Regions from separate parts of the Rattus norvegicus genome. Here region 2 is linked to region 1. The links are chromatin contacts, called in public Hi-C maps. All regions are on one chromosome and are shown on one strand. The core of a region is the stretch at or near the end of the contact, and the rest is flanking DNA. Distances in the headings are between cores, read along the strand shown.

Region 1 (3,596 bases), core at 1,043-3,542:
GCTATGGAAATGTATTAAGAGAGGTTTGGGGCTGGAGAGATGGCTCAGTGGTTAAGAGCACTGACTGGTCTTCCAGAGGTCCTGAGTTCAATTCCCAGCAACCACATGGTGGCTCATAACCATCTATAATGAAATCTGATGCCCTCTTCTGGTGTGTCTGATGGTGTACTCACATACATATAATAAATAAATAAATAAATAAATAAATAAATAAATCTTTTAAAAAAGAGAAAGGGTTCCCTGAACCCTCATGTATACCTCGATTGAGTGACTTTTCTAGCAATTTGAATATTCCTCAGTCTCTTCTTATCTGTAAAACAAGGCTGAAAACAGTGAGTTCGAATTTCAGAGTGAGACAAATTAAACACAAGGAATACTAAAGTCCTTAGACATCAGTAAGTGTAAGATTTTATTACCATGAAATGAAGACAATAAAAATAATGTATTAATCTGCATAGGGTGTATCAAAAGAACTTCAATCTCAACACCTACAAAAACTACCCCAAAGGGAGCAGCTATGTGTTGGACTCATCACGCAGCCTAACAGTTGGCTCTGCCTCACATTTACACGATTCTGTGTATGAAAAGCTGAAGGGAAGGCCGGCACTTAGTTTCTAAAATTCAAGCTGATTAATACATTGTTCTGTTGGGTATAGTGACCAAACCTTTAAAGCACTTGAGAAGCAGAGGCAGGTGGATGTTTGAATTGAGATCAACCAAGAAGATCATAACTCAAAATAAAATAAAGTTTCCTTTGTATATCAAAAGGCACGGGTAAACTGTATTAAATCATTAAGTCTTAAAAGAAAAAAATTTTAAACACACCTATGTTGAAAGGAGTTAGCATATAAGATAAATGCCTTTACCATGACTTAAGCCAGTTTTCCTATTAAGTTCAATATTGTCACTGTGTCCCCTTCACAGAGACTAAAGCCAACAGGTGAACAGGAAGCTCTGAGTACAGTACAATGATCTGCAGGGGAGGGAGGTTTGTTACTGCTTTCCAGGTTGAGCTTTTTGTTGCTGCTGCTGCTGTTGCTGTTGTTTGTTTTTTCCTCGTTAACTATATTGTCTCTCTGCAGAAGAGCAGCAGCCATTTCTTTCTAATTCTTCCCCAACATCTCTCTCCACCACTGTACCCCCTCCCATCTCCGCAGAACATTTAAATCATACGTTGGCATAGTAACTGAAAAATTGACTGACCTTTAACAAAAAAAAAAAAATCGGCTGAAAGAAAACTGAAACACATTTAACACACACAAATACGCATGTTAATGCTTCTTTTTAAAAAAAAAAAAACGTAAAAATTATTTGTGAAAAACTGAACCATAGGAGTTCAAATGAGTTGCATCTGAGAGCTAATTTGAAAGTCAACAGTGGAAGTGATTCTTTTTTTTAAGGAATGAAAAGGAGAATCTTGCTATCAATGGGTAATGTATTAAAAGAAATAAACTGGGAGCTCAGAGGCAGCTGCAAATCAGTCATTGTTTTCTAAAAGACCAGGTTATTTCCAGGATTTTTCCCCCCCTCCGGGCTCAACCAATCCCCACCTTTTCTGAGTTAACCAGTCTCCAGGCAAGCCGCGCTTCCTGATTGGCTCGGAGATACCGAGTAGAAAAAACAGCCAATCCTTCTCAAGTCAGACCTGTGCTGTGCTATGGAGACATTACAACCACTGCATGGCCAGATTGTGTACAAACCTGTCCGTGCAGCAATATCCCCTCCTACTCCTAAATTCACTTGCCGGAGTAGTAAATTCACTTTAAAGCCAGCGGGACCTGCCTCCAACCTGGCATCGACTTAAAAAAAAAAGTCTTCCCGCTCTCTTTTGGTGGGAATAAAGAAAGTGTTGTAACCAAAAGCGCAAGAGGGGTAAACTCTGCCCTCGGTCTGACTCACTCTCTCGAAGCCCGGTTTTCGGAGAGCGAGAGGGAAAGTTACGGATCGGAAAGGGCGAGGGTCGCAGGCGCACACCCCCGGAGGGAAGCAAGCCTGGCCGGGCCGAGTGAGCGTGCGAACGTGCGTATGGTTTGGAAGTGAGTAAATAAACAGCTCTACTAGCACTACGAGCCCGGGCAGGCGGCCCAAGTTCCCACAAGGCTCGGCCTGGGAAACGGCGGGGCACTCACAGGGGCGCGAGGTCATGTCGGGGCGGGAAGGCACCCGGAGAGTCCGGGGGCGGGAGGGGTGTGTCGGGGCCTGGAGGCCCGCCAGGCGCTGAAGGCCGGGGAAGCTGCCGCGGCGCCCGCCTTCGCTCGGCCTCGGGCCCCGCGCCAGGGCCCGCCTCCCGCGACGCCTCACTCCCCTTCCGCCCAGCGCCCGGCCCGCGCCTGCCCGGGTTGCCGCGTCTCTCGCCGCCCGCCTCGGGCCCTCCTCCTCTGGGACTCTGCGCTCCCAGGATCCCCCCGCCCCCGCTCTTTTCCTCGCCGGCCCCCTTCTCCCCGGGTCCCGTCGCCTGCCTCTCCTCCCTCCGCCTTTACCTGCTGCGGGACCGGGGCGTCGAGGCCCGGGCCGTGTCGTCGAGTGAGCGCCGCGGGTCCGCAACCCTTTCCCGCCGCCGCCACTACGCTCTCTGGCGCGGCACGGCGCGGGGCTGGCAAGCAGCTGTGTCCGCGGGGAGAGACGCAGCGAGCGTGCGGAGCGAGGACACACTGCCGCTCTCCGTCCGACCGGGGAAGAGCAGCCGCGCAGGAGCCCGCCGCGAGAGGGCGGGTGGGCGGCCGCGTGGGGAGGGGTCTCGCGGCCGCCGCAATGGCTGCCACGTAGCCAGGTGGATCTCCGCCCCCGCCCCGGGGCCGCGACCTCTGCCGCTCCGCACCCCCACCCCGGGCCCTCCAGGATGCGTCGGCCCGCGCCACGGCGCCAGCCCGGAGACCCGAGCCCACCGGTGCTGGCGTCTCGCCGGCTCCGTTAAGAGAAGTGAGTCCCGGGCCTGGCGGGAGGCGCAGCCTGGGACCCGCGGCCCCCGAGGCTCTCCCGGAAGCTTGCGGCCCGTCGCTCGCCCCCGAGGGTCTCGGGGAAAGGCAGGCGCGGGTCCTTTCTCGGTGACGGCGGGGCCCGCTACTGCTCCCCGTGTAAGCGACCCGGTGAGCCGCGGCCGGGTCAAGCCCTCACCTCTCTCCCGAGCCCGAAAAGCAAAACAAGGTCGTTCTGGCCCGGGGCAGCGAGGGAGGAACTAGGAGCTGGGGCGGGCGGGTCTGCAGCTGCGAGGTCCGAGGGGCGAGGCGATGGGCCCCGCGCTGTCCCCCACGGGGGCCGCTCACTCGGGGCGGACGGGCGGCGGCGCCCCGCGGGAACAAAGGGCCCCGCGGCCCCAGCAACCCGGACGGAGGCTGCCGGGACCCAGCCCGCGCCGCCAACGTGCGGTCGGAACCCGCTGGCCTGAGCCCAAAAGAGCTGCGGCCTTTGCCAGTGTGGAGCTGGAGTTTCAGGTGCCAAGAAAAAGCAACAGTGTTCCCTTCCCTGTTAACGATCCTGGATTATTAGCCCGTCCCCTAAGCCCGCTCCATGTTTTTCCGGCTGGACTCTGACTTTCCTGTTTAATTTGTTCTGTCCTGACATGAAAAGAGCAGAGTACAAAAGTGTCTCACTCTAGC
Region 2 (3,446 bases), core at 896-3,395, 74 kb after region 1:
TAGGTAAGCGCTCTACCACTGAGCTAAATCCCCAGCCCCCCTGCTTATTGTTTTTAAAGTCGTTTCCTCAAGTTATTAGTGTATTGTTCAGGTTCATTCGTTTAATATTTACCTTAAACCGCTGCACTGAGTTTTCCCTGGCAATCCTTTCTTTTCGAGGAAAGAAAAAGTAAAGCTTTGGTGTATTCACTACTTAAGGGGAAAAAAAAAACACGAGGTCTCAGATTCACATAGGTAATTTGCAAATCTGTAAAAACACCCTTTCTCTTTCTTTTTTCTGGGTTTCACCATCAGGAACCCTGATCTGTGTTTTCAGCCCGTAGCCAAATGGAAGGCCAGAAACTCAGGAACCATAGCTTGAGAGCGAATGCCAACTTCCTATTTTGCAGCTTTGAAAATCTTAATGGTAGGAGTCTAAGGTCGTCGGCAGCGACCTCGGGCGACTCTCAGAACACAAGAGAATGAGCAGCCCACGTTCTGCCGAGTTGTAAAACTTTGCCTCGGCTTCTAGAGCTGTTTGCAGGGGAAACCAGCAGTTTCTCCGAGGTATTAACCATTTCTCAACCAGTCCGGTCACGTCCCCACCAGACAAGCCTTCAAGAGTCCCGGACTCGGCGGGGAACAGGAGCATCACAAGCCGGCGCCTCCGGGGTCCGCTTCCCGCCACAGGGCTCCTCCTCCGCGCGCCCGCTCGGCTGCCGGCCTCCCGGAGGCGCCCGCGCGGGCAGGTCTTGGCGCCAAACGGATGGCGGCGCTGTCCACCAGGCGCGCGGCCGCGTCGGGTTCGAGGGAGGCGGGAGCTCGGCCGGCGGAAGAAGGGGCGGGAGCGAGGTGCGCGGTGCTCTCGCGGGCTCTCGCGCCGCTCGCGTGACGGGCTCTGGGTGTGCGCGACGCTCCGGCTCCGCGGGGCACGGGCAGCCGGGAGCGCGCCGCGGCGAGAGGGCGTCTGGTGCGGGTGGGCGCGAGGTGCGGGCGGGCGCGGGGGACGCGCGGGCGTGCACCCGCGCGCGGGCTCTCGGAGGAGCCGCGGCCGAGGCTGCGCTTCCTCAGCCCGACGGAGAGCGGCAGTGTCGCCCCGGCCGGCGCACGCTCGGCCCGCGTCTCCCCCCGCGGCGGCTGCTCCTCGGCACCGCCAGCCCCAGCGCCGCTCCGGGGCGGGCGGGCGGCGGCGGCGGCGGCGGCGGGACCCACGGAGCCGCTTTGTGTGCAGCCCGACGAGGGGCGGCGGCGGCGGCGCAACCACCTGACAGAGGCCCGGCGCTCGCTGCACCGTCCGTCCGCATGAGGAGGAGGTAAAGCGGCGGCCGGGCTCGCGCCCTCGGCGGCGGCGAGGGAGGGACGGAAGGGGAGACCGCAGGGGAGGGCGCGCGCTGAGGCCCGGCGGGGTTGCCCGGAGCCGTGGCTCAGGCCTCGGCGGTGCAGAGTAGCGCCGGGCGACCGAGAGGCTTGAGACGCCGCCGGGCTCGGTTGCTGAAGTTACGGAACAAAATGTGAAGTGCGGAGCCGGGTCCTCCGCTTCCTGGCTCGGGGCTCGGGCCGCGGGCGGCTGGCGGGGGTGGCCGGCTGGCCGGAGAGGGACGGCCGCGCGGCGGGGACGCCGGGGGCCCAGGGCTGGGCACGGCCACGGCGTTCTGCTCCTGGGCGCCGACGCCGCGCGTGGGTCCTCTTGGGTACCTAGTTTTGCGGCCTAAGCTGAACCCTCTAGGCCTCGAGTCTCCTTTCCCGGAGGTGACCGGCCAGGCGGGGACCGGGCCGCTTCTCCTGAGCCGAGCTGGGGCCGTTGGGTCCGAGCTGACCCCCGGAGGCCACCAAACTTCCGACCTAGGTGCTCGGGGGTACATTTCATTGTGAAAAGAGGGCTAGGAAACTCCGGGAGCTGCTCGGCGCCTCTCGCGGCCGGGGTTGCTGCAGCCGAGAACCCCGTGGCACCCGGGCTGGCGCGGGTGGGGGTGGCGGACGCCTGCGGGGTCCGAACCCTGGGAAGGAGCGAGTGACGGGGTCCCTGGCCTCGGGGGGAAGAAAGGGCCCTTTCCAGATTAGAGATTTTTGAAATGAAAAAGAGGTTACAAAGTCGCCCCTTTCCCGCTGAACTTTGATTTTCTGACCGATAGAGGCCGGTAGAGGACTGTGAAAGAAAAGTTATCCCCCAGGATGGACTTCACGCAGCCGAAGCCTGCCACGGCCCTCTGTGGCGTCGTGAGTGCGGACGGGAAGATCGCTTACCCTCCGGGAGTAAAAGAGATCACGGACAAGATCACCACCGACGAAATGATCAAACGTTTGAAGGTAAGGGTCTGGGTCGATATTCTTCTGTGCTCTGGATGGCTTTTGTGACTCATGTGGTTTCATTTGACTACTCAACCTGGCCTTTGGAGTTTTTAGTACTAAGTTTTTAAAGATATCTTCACCGTCCCGGAAAAGTATTGTTCAAACTTGGCGATATCTTTGGATAAGTTCTGAAAAGACATAGTAGCATGGGAAATTTAAAGAGTGTGATCATTTTTCTGTTCTGTTTATTGCGCATAAGAACACATGGTTTAGTTGCTTCCCTTTGGTTATTTTTTCTTTAATGAATATTGTTTAAGCAACTCATACCCTTAGGTGTAGTGATTTACCCACGAAAGTTCCTATTTTCATCGGCTCCAAAAAAGACTGATTTGAGCACAAGCAGCCATATTTTTTCTCCCTTAGATTCTCATGATTTCCTAATGTCTGGAAGCCTAACTATACATGGGCTAAACTTCATACAATGTACAGATTTTTCAGAATTTGAGCTTAAAGAGAAATGGTGATTTTATTTTAGAACCCAAGAAAGTTGAGGACTGGATTGTTGATATTCTGTGAGGTTTGTTTGTTTGTTTATTGTCGGCAATCTTAACAGTCATTTTGGTTGTCACAGTTGGCTTGGGTGGAGTAGGGAGACGATGAGGCAGAGCCCTGTAAGGAGCTATCAGTAGTCTGTGAAAGATCTTAAACTATTGGAAGTAGGGCATTGGCAGTGGGGAGACAAAGAATGGCTCAGGTGACTTGTTTGAAAGAGGACATGTAACCTAGCTATTCTTGAACTTAACAGTCTTCCTGCCTCCACTTCCAAAACACTAGAGCTGTAACCATGCCCTGCTAACAACAGTGGTTCTCAACCTGTGGGTCAGGACCCCTTTCCCACAGGTTAACTGTCTGATATCCTGTATGATTCATAACAGTAGCAAAATTATAGTTATGAAGTAGCAATGGAATTATTTTGTTAGAGGTCACCACAACATGAGGCAACCTTAGGAAGGTTGAGAACCATTATGCTAAAAGGCACACTTCAAAGTTAAAGTCAAATGTGGTGGAAGGCTAGGCAGGAAACATTGTTGACAGTGTTTCTGCCTTATGCAACTTTGTAAAATGTATTTTTAGGGCCTGATCTTAGAATTGAGCATAGTACCTAGTAAATATTATGT

The links. A called contact is a pair of places that touch in the nucleus more often than the background predicts.
Region 2: a contact with region 1 is called in a Hi-C map of kidney, with 2.6 times the contacts expected there. The contact joins the promoter of Pds5a here to the enhancer-like site in region 1. A contact is called at or near these places in 4 of 12 Hi-C or Micro-C datasets (frontal cortex, kidney and mammary epithelial cells).

The regions. Positions count from the first base shown.
Region 1 is chr14:42,830,314-42,833,909 of GRCr8, forward strand. No RefSeq gene overlaps it. Among named protein-coding and RNA genes, the nearest start is that of N4bp2, 21 kb to the left of the region's middle. Within about 2 kb of position 2,293, at least 89 of the 93 cell types and tissues checked have an H3K27ac peak or open chromatin away from gene starts, as enhancers often do. A contact at or near this core is called in kidney, where this site is marked.
Region 2 is chr14:42,904,188-42,907,633 of GRCr8, forward strand. It overlaps Pds5a (PDS5 cohesin associated factor A), which reads left to right and starts at 2,146. Exons shown (of 32, transcript NM_001083624.1): 1 at 2,146-2,286. The coding sequence starts at 2,152.